Regions from separate parts of the Ovis aries genome. Here region 1 is linked to region 2. A link is a contact called in public Hi-C data. All regions are on one chromosome and are shown on one strand. The core of a region is the stretch at or near the end of the contact, and the rest is flanking DNA. Distances in the headings are between cores, read along the strand shown.

The links. Hi-C and Micro-C count contacts between places; a contact is called where the count stands out from the background.
Region 1: a contact with region 2 is called in a Hi-C map of liver, with 2.9 times the contacts expected there. The contact joins the enhancer-like site here to the promoter of FZD8 in region 2. A contact is called at or near these places in 2 of 16 Hi-C or Micro-C datasets (liver and mixed tissues).

The regions. Positions count from the first base shown.
Region 1 is chr13:26,341,082-26,345,949 of ARS-UI_Ramb_v3.0, reverse strand. No RefSeq gene overlaps it. Among named protein-coding and RNA genes, the nearest start is that of FZD8, 190 kb to the right of the region's middle. Within about 2 kb of position 1,764, at least 9 of the 54 cell types and tissues checked have an H3K27ac peak or open chromatin away from gene starts, as enhancers often do. A contact at or near this core is called in liver, where this site is marked.
Region 2 is chr13:26,153,342-26,158,423 of ARS-UI_Ramb_v3.0, reverse strand. FZD8 (frizzled class receptor 8) reads left to right here and starts at 3,325. Exons shown (of 1, transcript XM_027976634.2): 1 at 3,325-5,082. The coding sequence starts at 4,101.

The sequences.
Region 1 (4,868 bases), core at 515-3,014, 190 kb before region 2:
AAAAAGGAGAAATAATGATTTGAAAAGGATGATATTTTATACAGTTTCAGTTTTTAAAACTCAAAACAGTGGATAAAGATTCTAATATATTAAATAATGGAAGTGAATACTGGAATATTAAAATATCTTATGTTTGCACAGCCCCTCTAAACTGACAAAAATCTTGGGAATCTTTCCAACAGCTCCTTTGAGGAGGGCCAGGGATGTATTACCATCACTCACATTTCACCAGCAAATCATAACTTCCTCTGTTGATTTCAAAACTATGAAATAGAGACTGCAGGTCTAAATCATAAAAATTTTAGGTTGAATTGTAGATTGTGTTAAACTAAAATGTGGCGGAAATGGCCATTTATACAGGCATCTCTCAATCTAGCTATTCTGGTCATTGTTGTTGACTAGTTACTTCTAACCCACAATTTATTCAGTCAATACTAGTCTAGTGTTCATTTAAAAGGGACCACGTGGCCATGTGAGAAATGCCTGGGGTCTTGATACAAATGGATTTATCTAAAAAACAGACTCACAGGCTTCAGAAACAAACTTAAGGTTACCAAAGAGGAAAAGGAGAGGGAGGGATAAATTAGGAGTTTGGGATTAACATATATACCCTACTATATATAAAATACTCAATAAGCACATACTGTATAGCACAGGGGACTCTACTCAATATTCTGTGACAACCTACATGGGAAAAGTATCTGAAAATGAATGGATATATGCATGACTGAATCACTTTGCTGTGTGCCTGAAACTAACACAACATTGTAGTCAACTATACACTAAGATAAAATTTAAAAAAATTTTAAAAACAGATGTACAACGAATCTTTTACAAAAGCAAAAATGATAAAAATTAAAAGGAACCACATGGCCATGTGAGAAGTTCTTGGGGTGTTGGGTCACCCCTCTTGTCCAGCACATGTAATCCATAATAATCTTTTGGTAACTGACCTATTTAGCTGAAACATTCTATATAAAAGGAAGTTCAGCAGAATGATTCCCATCTCTTATTGTACCCCACACACTCAGCTATCCCAATGATCATTTGCAATTCTGGTAAGGTTGTAGAAAACTGCTTTATCGGGAGACTTAACAAATAAACAGAAAGAAAGTTTCCAAGCTTTAACAAAAAGACACAGGCGAAGAACACCGACTGAAGTAAGGAATAGGGTGCTCCAGAGGAGAAGGGAACCAGAGTAGCCAACGCCCTCCCAGAGTTCATTATGCCTCTCAAGCTGCTAGGAGGAAAGTTAATTTTTAAATGCTTTGAGGTGATTAAGAAGCTGGGCATCACTCTAAATGTAAATAAGTCCCGTTTCATTTCCTGGAAGCTGACTCTGATTGGGGCAGTCACCAGCTACTTAGCCTGCTGATAAATTTCAGATCCATAGTCTGGTTCATAATTAACCCTGTCTTCTTATGAAGTCAAAGCTTAGCACACTCATTTGTAAATACAAGCACAGCCAGAGACCTCAGTGCTCGACAGTTTCACTGGGGAAAAGTTGGTTTATCACAGAAAGCCATATTAAGACCTGAAAGACTTCTTGCGTTGGCGATGGAGTGCTGACCAAATATTTGGTGGAAGGTGGTGTCATTTCCTTCAGCCAACAAATCTGAAAAGTCGTTTGAAAGACCATCCTAGAGATGGAGTTTGGGTCCTTTTTGGATATCAGGATTTCAGTCCCTTCAACTTACAGCCTCTGGAAGGAGCCCAGTGAATTATTTATTTCCCACTCACTTGCTCTTTCTCTCTGTGTAGGCTCTATTCATTCCTCTATCTTATCGTAATGAGCCAGGTCACCGCTGAACTGAACTTAAATCACAACCGCTTGGCAGTGCCTGTTTTACAGGCCTGGATGGCCTACTTTATATTGTTTGTACTGAGCTGATGTCGGTGCGCTGGTGTAAGATTGTAGGACTGCTTTACCCTGGGGACCCTCATAAAAGTGAGTGGGCTGGCTCATAAAACTGTCCCACTGTGCAAAACTGTAAATAGTTTCCTCAGGGGCACGACAAGTCCAAGGCTGCAAAAAGGGCATAACCTCGGTGCCAGAGACCGGAACTGTCCTGCTAGGATTTGGACCTCCGCAACCCGGCAGGGTCCTGTTTATCCTGGGAATTGTAGCACCGATTGTTTTATCCATGTTTTGCAACTCAACACCATTTCCTCACTCATAGTTCCCTTCTGTTTCCTCTTTGCCACTGTTTGCAGACACAGGAAAAGGCCAGTGGGCTCACATGAGGACAAGGTCCCTGCTGGAGCTCGGTCATGTTGACGAGCCAAGTGATGATCCATCATTGTCACTGTGTTTACATGAGGGATTAAATAAATAAACAGTCTTGGTACAGCTGCTGTTTTTACTATCTGCTTTCAAAATTCAGAATGGTGCTCCAGATTAGTTAGACTCTGACCCAGTAGATTGAGCAGAAATGACTTGGGGGAGGACTCTGTGTGATATTGTTTGTAAGCCTTCCACTCCCGCACACTGGGACATCCCGAGTTACAGGAAATATTGTCTTCAGCCGGCCACTGGGAACAACAAGCACCTCAATTCAAAACAGCTTCCTCCTCTGAAGCACTGAGGGAAGACTAAAAACTGAGATGCTATCACAGATACAGATTCAGTACAGGAGAAGCAGCACTGTGGCCTCCTGGCTCTTTTACTGATGGGTACAGTACAAGCCAGCTGCAAATTGGTAGCAATCTCACATTTCATCTTTCCTAAAGCAACTGGAACCACTGGGATGGGGACACACGCGAGGACTATATCTGCATTTCTCAATATAGGGGCCTCGCTAATACCATCGGGGAACTTGTTAGAAATGCAAATTATCAGCCTTAAGAATCAGAGACTTTAGGAGTGGGGCCCAGAAAATTGTGCTTAAAAAAGCCCTTCTGGTCATTTCAGTGGAGCTAACATTTGAGAACCAGTGGCCTAGAAAGAGGAAACACAGATCACAGCTCGAGTCTGTCATCAAGCTGCTGTGTGCAAAGCCAGGCTCTGCTGCCTGAGGACGAGTTATTTATGTCCCTTAAACCCCAAATTGCATCTGGAAAACAGGGAGGAATAAGCTATCAGGACCTTTCAGTGAATGTATTCAGCCTATTAGCATAGGGCCTGCTAGTAGAAGAGTAAATACTAGCTCGCACTGTTTTAAAGCACTAGAACTGGAACAAAGTATGTGCCTAGTATCTGAAATGCACAAATGAATCCATGAGTAAATGACAGGATGACAGATGCTCAACTTGTGCAGAGAAGGAAAATGCTGACAAAAATGCATCACTGGACCTCTGCTTGCAGAGCGCAGACAAAAAGAAAATTACACATACTCTTCTCGGAGACCTTGTGAACATCAAATGCATTTAACAAGTGGGAAAGGGAGGAAGAGAGAGAGAAGAAAAATGTAAAAGGAGGGAATGGGAAAGCCAGGAATTGGAGTTACTTGCTTTCCTGCATTGTATTAGATCTTTGACTCTGAGCATCTATTTCCTCCAAGTGGTTCACCCCAGAGCCTAAAGTTTCTGCTGCCTCGAGGGTCTTTGTCCTCTTCCCCTTCACCCATGTCCCTTCAGTTTAAGACCCCTTTTTCCTGATGAAGGAGTTATTTTTGTTTCCCCTAATTCTGCTGCTTGCAAAGGATGAGGGCTGAGCGAGGAATGCAGGAGTGGGGGGTTCTGAGAATACTAGGAGGTGGCATCCCGGAGCTAAAGGGGAGAACCAGAAGACGTCAGCTCGTGGGGTCATCACCGTGAGCATCTGCTCATGGGATCATAGCGATCGTCTGATCATGGCCTGAGAAAACAATTTCTAAACCAACCCAGGTGTGAAGATAGATCTGGTGAGAAAATGCAAGCCACTTGCTGGAAATCTCTGTGAAAAACCAACGGAATCCGATAGCTCTGCTGCCTTCAGTTTGCTGTGAGAAAAGTCTGCAGTGACTTGATAGATTGAGAAAGGATTTCCCTATGCATGAGGTCATGAATCAACTACAAACCCAAACGGAGACTAAGGGAGACTGTCTGTCATTCAAGCCGATAGTGAATTTCCTCTGCTGGACACGACTACCAAATTCTAGAGAGTCTGAGAAAACAAAGGGGCAGCTGCAAAATGTTAAAAGGTAGATCTTTGCCTGAATTTAGCTGGGTATTTTTTCAGTTTTTTGGTCAGAAATTAGGTTCACCCAAGTCAAGGAACAATTAAAGAGAATAGCTTATATAATTGCGAGGTAAAGGCAGCTCTTGTAAGTCAGAATCACTGTGCTCTGAAACGAGAGCAACAGGCTTGACCCTGGGCTCAAGTCAACAGAGTTACCCACTGTCAACAAGGTATCTGCAGCATTATCTCAGGGTTACAGCCTGTAACCACGGTCCCACCTTCTCCAAGCCATTCTTATTAAACTCTCTTCATAAAGGCTGTGACTATGAATCAGGTATAAATTACTCTCTAGTTGGGTTCCTTGCCTGCTTCTCTAATGGACACAGGATGCTGTCTATTGTTGGTGGGAGAAGTCTTACCGAGAGCCTCCCATCACTGCCGTTTTCCAGCCTCCGAAAATATCTGAGCTGACAGCTCTTCTTGGTAGATAAGACTCCTTCTCTTCCCAGTCTTTTCTCTCCACCTGGCCCTGGTGAGCAATGTATCGGGTTGGCCAAAAAGTTCAGTTGGGTTTTCCAGCAACGTGTCACAGAAAATTCAAACAAACTTTTTGGCCAACCCAATAAGCCCCTTCACAGTCCTCTTTTCCCCCATTCAAGACCATTTTCTCATTAAACAAGGAATTCCAGCCTGGAGCTCCTAACACTGAGAGATGATGCCCATCAATGGTTCGGGTTGCTTTGTCCCCAGAATGTAGAGCAATGTCTAC
Region 2 (5,082 bases), core at 2,076-4,575:
CTTCCTCCTGGCAGAGTCCTTCTCTTGGTGGTGGAGAAAATGGAAGCCCTCTAATAGAGTTAATTATAAATATGGAAGGATAGAAAAGTAATCTCACCCATTTTAATTCTAACAGAGCTTGGAGCAAGACCAATTAATCTCTACCTTTCCTTCTATCTATGGTTACGTGTCTCAAGGCATAACCCTTTGAAAGACAGATTCTAAAACATCAAGAAACATCAATATTGTTTGATAGAGTTTAATATTCTCTAATAATATAGACTTGGATGGTCTTACTGATCAAGAATTTTAGGTTGGGCTTTTAAATTAAAATTCACTGAAACATAATTCATCAAAGTTTCATAAGTTCACTGTTTATAATATAGTTAGTCAATCTAACTAGGTATCCAGTGTTTTTTTAACATCCCCTCCTCTCTGTTAGATTCATGCCTTCAACTTGTTTATATCATTATGCTCCTGGGCTATTCAGTAACCAGACATCTGTTCAGAAATCCCTCTAGAAAGTTCCCTACATTATTTATGTCACTACTAAAGCTATTTCCCCTCCCTTAAAAAGCAGCTGCTTTACATACAAAAGAAAAATCATTATTTAGCCAGGATGTTGATAAATGATCCTAGTTTCTTTTTGCTGACCCGTCATTGCCTTTTATACACTAATTGGCTTTCTAAGCCTCTTGTGCTCTTAAAGATTGCCAACTAGCCATTTAATTTAATAGTAAAATTTAAATGCTATTCTTCTATTCTCTCAATTAAAAGTAAGCATTTAATGATTTTATGTAAATGGGTTTAATCTCACACTCAATAGCTGATAAATGATTTTTGAAAGCTCTGAACTTTTTGTCTGCTTTTCTCCAGCAAGCTTAATATATTTTCCCCAAATTTCCACATTCCACATCATCAGAGCTTTCATCTTGTCTCAAAAGGAAAAAAAATTTTTTAATGCCAATTAAAAGCCAAAATCAACTATTTGCAGCTTCAACTTTCAAATGTCAGTTTGTTTTTACCCAATTCAAGTAAATTTATATAGTGTAATTCTAAACTCCACTATTTGACATTTCCTGCTGAAGAAAATCATAAGAAACTCTCTGTGTTGCTTTTGGAAGCAAGCGCCTCCTATCTGTGGTCAGGGACAGGCAGGGCCCAGGCTGTTCCTTAAACTGGCGGGGGCGGGGCGGGAGGGGGGACGGGGCTGGGGGGGGGGCGGGGGGACGGGGCTGGGGGGGCGGGGGGACGGGCTGGGGGTTGCCTTACTACTGTGCTTTAGCATCCTATCTCCAGGTGTCACCTGCTGTTTCTCTGCAGCTGAATGTTCTGGAGCATGGCTATCACTGAACAGGATTCCAGCAGGAGAGAGGTGACATTCTGTGTTCCACATGCCACAAAGGGAATTCCCATCAGGAGAAAGGAACGAAATTCATTTTTAAAAGACCAAGTAACAGTTGAGTCTTTGCATTTTTGAAAACTCGAGATCATTTTCTGCTGAATCAGCCAATCTTTCTGAAGCCTCAGAATTTCTGATTCCTATGCAGTTTAGCTTTTCTAAAACAAAAAATGCGAAGGAAGTGTTTTGTTTTGGTATAATAAAGAGATTCTAAACAGACCAGTTTAAAAGAAAAAAGACAATGGGGTTTTGACTACAGCCTAGTGGCTCTGCCTAGAATTCTTGGTGAAAATACCGAACTTGCCAAAAATTAGGGGTGGGGCTGGGGTGGGGGGGGTGGGAGATTCTATCTTTCTAATTAGAATGCGGTTGCTAAACTAAGCTAGAGAGAACAGAAGAGACATAGGGTCCTGCCATACACAGATGCTGCTAGTTATTTTTGTTTCACGACAAGAGTTGTTTGTAAACAGATAATTACCAACTACCACCACCACCGCATCCTCCTCCCCTCACTCCCAACCCAATAAAAAAGGCCTGGCCTCAAACGAGCTTTTAGCTCTACCTCTCCTTCGTATCCGTATCCTATCGTCCCCGTATCCTCAATAACTTTAGTTTTCTAGCCGGAGAGGGAGAAGGGAGAGGCGAGAGGAAAAGGAGGAGAGAGAGAGACAGACGTCTGCTGCCACCCTCCTGGCTAACTGAAATGCTTGTTCCCGAGATTACAGTAATTACAGCCCCAGCGTGAGTTCCATACAAGCGCTAAATGAAACAGCACATCAATTAAAAAATAAACACTCCATTCTCGGAGAAAGACAACCCCCTGGGACGTCCTAACAAGCGTAAATGAACCTGCCAGGCCTCCCGCCCCTCGGGCCCCTCCCCGTCTAAGGTAGCTACGAGCTGGCGGGGGCCTCGCTCCTTGGCCGCGTCCCCAGCCGCTCGGCCCCGGGAACACCGCGGAGACGTGTCCGCGCGTTCGCGCCAGGGCCCGGCGCCGCCTCCCACCGGGAGGAGGAGGCTCTGGCAAAAACATGTCAACTTTGGAGAGACGCACATACGTTCCAAAAGCGCGAGGCTAAGAGGGAGAATCCAGCCACAGAGTTTCCAGTCTGTCCTATAAGTTTTTCTTTCTCCCTTTCTATTTTTCTTTTTTAAAGAAGAAAGGGAATTATATCTCTTAAGGGAGCGCTTTAAATATGTCCGGATGCTTTATATATCTTATCTAGCCTAATTAGCAGAACCCCCTTTGAGATCTGAACCCCACTCTGCAGGTAAAGAAACTGACGCTGCCTCACGTCCCTCAGCTGAGGCAAGAGGAGACCCCTTTCTTCCCGCCCGCCCGGGTGCACACGCCTCTCGCGCCCGCGCCCTTGCGCTCCCGGGTACCTCTTCCCCGGCTGTCCCCTGTCCAGCCCCATCATCTAGAAATAAACTGCAGTCATGGCACTCCTCTCACATCGCCAAGCTTCCAAGACCATCGTTCTGACAATCCCAAGAAGGGCACCGCTTCCCCGTTCCCCCGCAAAGCCCCCGCGCACGCGTCGGCTGGCTGAGGGGCGCGGAGTCCCCTCGCCAGCAGGTTGCCCACATTCGGGGAGCGTAGGAAGCAGGGGCTTGACTAGTTCGAAACTGGCCTCTGAAAGCGCGCTGTATAAAGAATCCCTCAGTTCCCAAGCGCAGACTCGGGGTGAAGGAACCCCGACCTCAGCCCCACAGGGCGCCTCGGGGACGATCGTGGCAAAACCCGTCTCTGCGGTCAACCCCAAGGTTATCCAAACTCCAGCCGCAGACAGCTCGCACAGCCGAGGGGACAGCCGGGTCCGCCCCAGGAAGGCGGGGCCTGGGGAGCGCGCAGACTCCGCCCCGAGCCCGGGATTGGCGCGCCGGCCGCGGGCGGAGACCGAGTCCGCGCCGTATAAATATTCATGAGCCGGCCTGGGCGTAGCGGGGCCGGAGCGGGAAGTTGGCGAGGGACACTGCTCCCGCCGAGGAGGTGGCGGTGGCGGCGGCGGCGGCGGCGGCGGCGGCGGCGGCGGCGGTGGCGGGGCGCGGGCGCGCCGCTCAGGTGTCTGCTCCGCCTTCCGGCCTGGATTTGCCTCCGTGAGTTCAGCGAGAAGGGGACCACCGACACCTTGCCCCAGTGCCGGCAGGAGCGCGACTTCCACCGGAGGCGGGGCCCGTCATCCCGGCTGCTGACCGACGGACGGACGCCGGGGACTGAGGGCCGTGGCCTCGGTGGAGGCGGGCCTCTAACCCCGGCAGCAGCCGCGCGGCCCTGGGGGCGAGCATGAGCCCCGGGACGCCGAAAGGGGGCTGCAGGGGCTGACCCGGCTCTGAGCGGCCTGGCCCAGCCATCTTGACTGCGCACCGCGGCCCGAGAAGAAACTTGCTGCGCCTCCGCCCTCAGTGCCCGGCAGAGTCACCGGCGCGCGCGGAGAAAGAGACCGAGGGAGGGAGAGATGAGCTGGGGGCTGGCCGCTCTGTCCCGCGAGGGCTGAGCCCGGCGGGAGTGAGCGGGGCAGACGCTGGGACCACGGTGCCCTTCGGCGGCCACCCTCGTCTCCCGCAGCGCCGAGAGGAAGCATCCCGATAAGGGACTAGGCTATTGGCAGAACCCCTCCCGAGAGAGGCAGGAGAGAGCCCGGCGCTCTCGCAGGAGCCCCTGGCGCCCCTCCGCGCGCCGCCCGGAGGGCGAAGGCGAGGGGCCGAGGCGCGCAGCATGGAGTGGGGTTACCTGTTGGAAGTGACCTCTTTGCTGGCCGCCCTGGCGCTGCTGCAGCGCTCGAGCGGTGCGGCGGCCGCCTCAGCCAAGGAACTGGCGTGCCAGGAGATCACCGTGCCGCTGTGCAAGGGCATCGGCTACAACTACACCTATATGCCCAACCAGTTCAACCACGACACGCAGGACGAGGCGGGCCTGGAGGTGCACCAGTTCTGGCCGCTGGTGGAGATCCAGTGCTCGCCCGACCTCAAGTTCTTCCTGTGCAGCATGTACACGCCCATCTGCCTAGAGGACTACAAGAAGCCCCTGCCTCCCTGCCGCTCGGTGTGCGAGCGCGCCAAGGCCGGCTGCGCGCCCCTCATGCGCCAGTACGGCTTCGCCTGGCCTGACCGCATGCGCTGCGACCGGCTGCCCGAGCAGGGCAACCCCGACACGCTGTGCATGGACTACAACCGCACCGACCTCACCACGGCCGCGCCCAGCCCGCCGCGCCGCCCCCCGCCGCCGCCCCCCGGTGAGCAGCCGCCCTCCGGCAGCGGCCACGGCCGCCCACCCGGGGCCCGGCCCCCGTCCCGCGGCAGGGGCGGCGGCGGGGACGCGGCTGCGCCCCCTGCGCGCGGCGGCGGCGGTGGCGGCGGTGGCGGCGGCGGGAAGGCGCGGCCCCCTGGCGGCGGCGCGGCGCCCTGCGAGCCGGGATGCCAGTGCCGCGCGCCCATGGTGAGCGTGTCCAGCGAGCGGCACCCTCTCTACAACCGCGTCAAGACGGGCCAGATCGCCAACTGCGCGTTGCCTTGCCACAACCCGTTCTTCAGCCAGGACGAGCGCGCCTTCACCGTCTTCTGGATAGGCCTGTGGTCTGTACTATGCTTCGTGTCCACCTTCGCCACCGTCTCCACCTTCCTCATCGACATGGAGCGCTTCAAGTACCCGGAGCGGCCCATCATATTCCTCTCGGCCTGCTACCTTTTCGTGTCTGTCG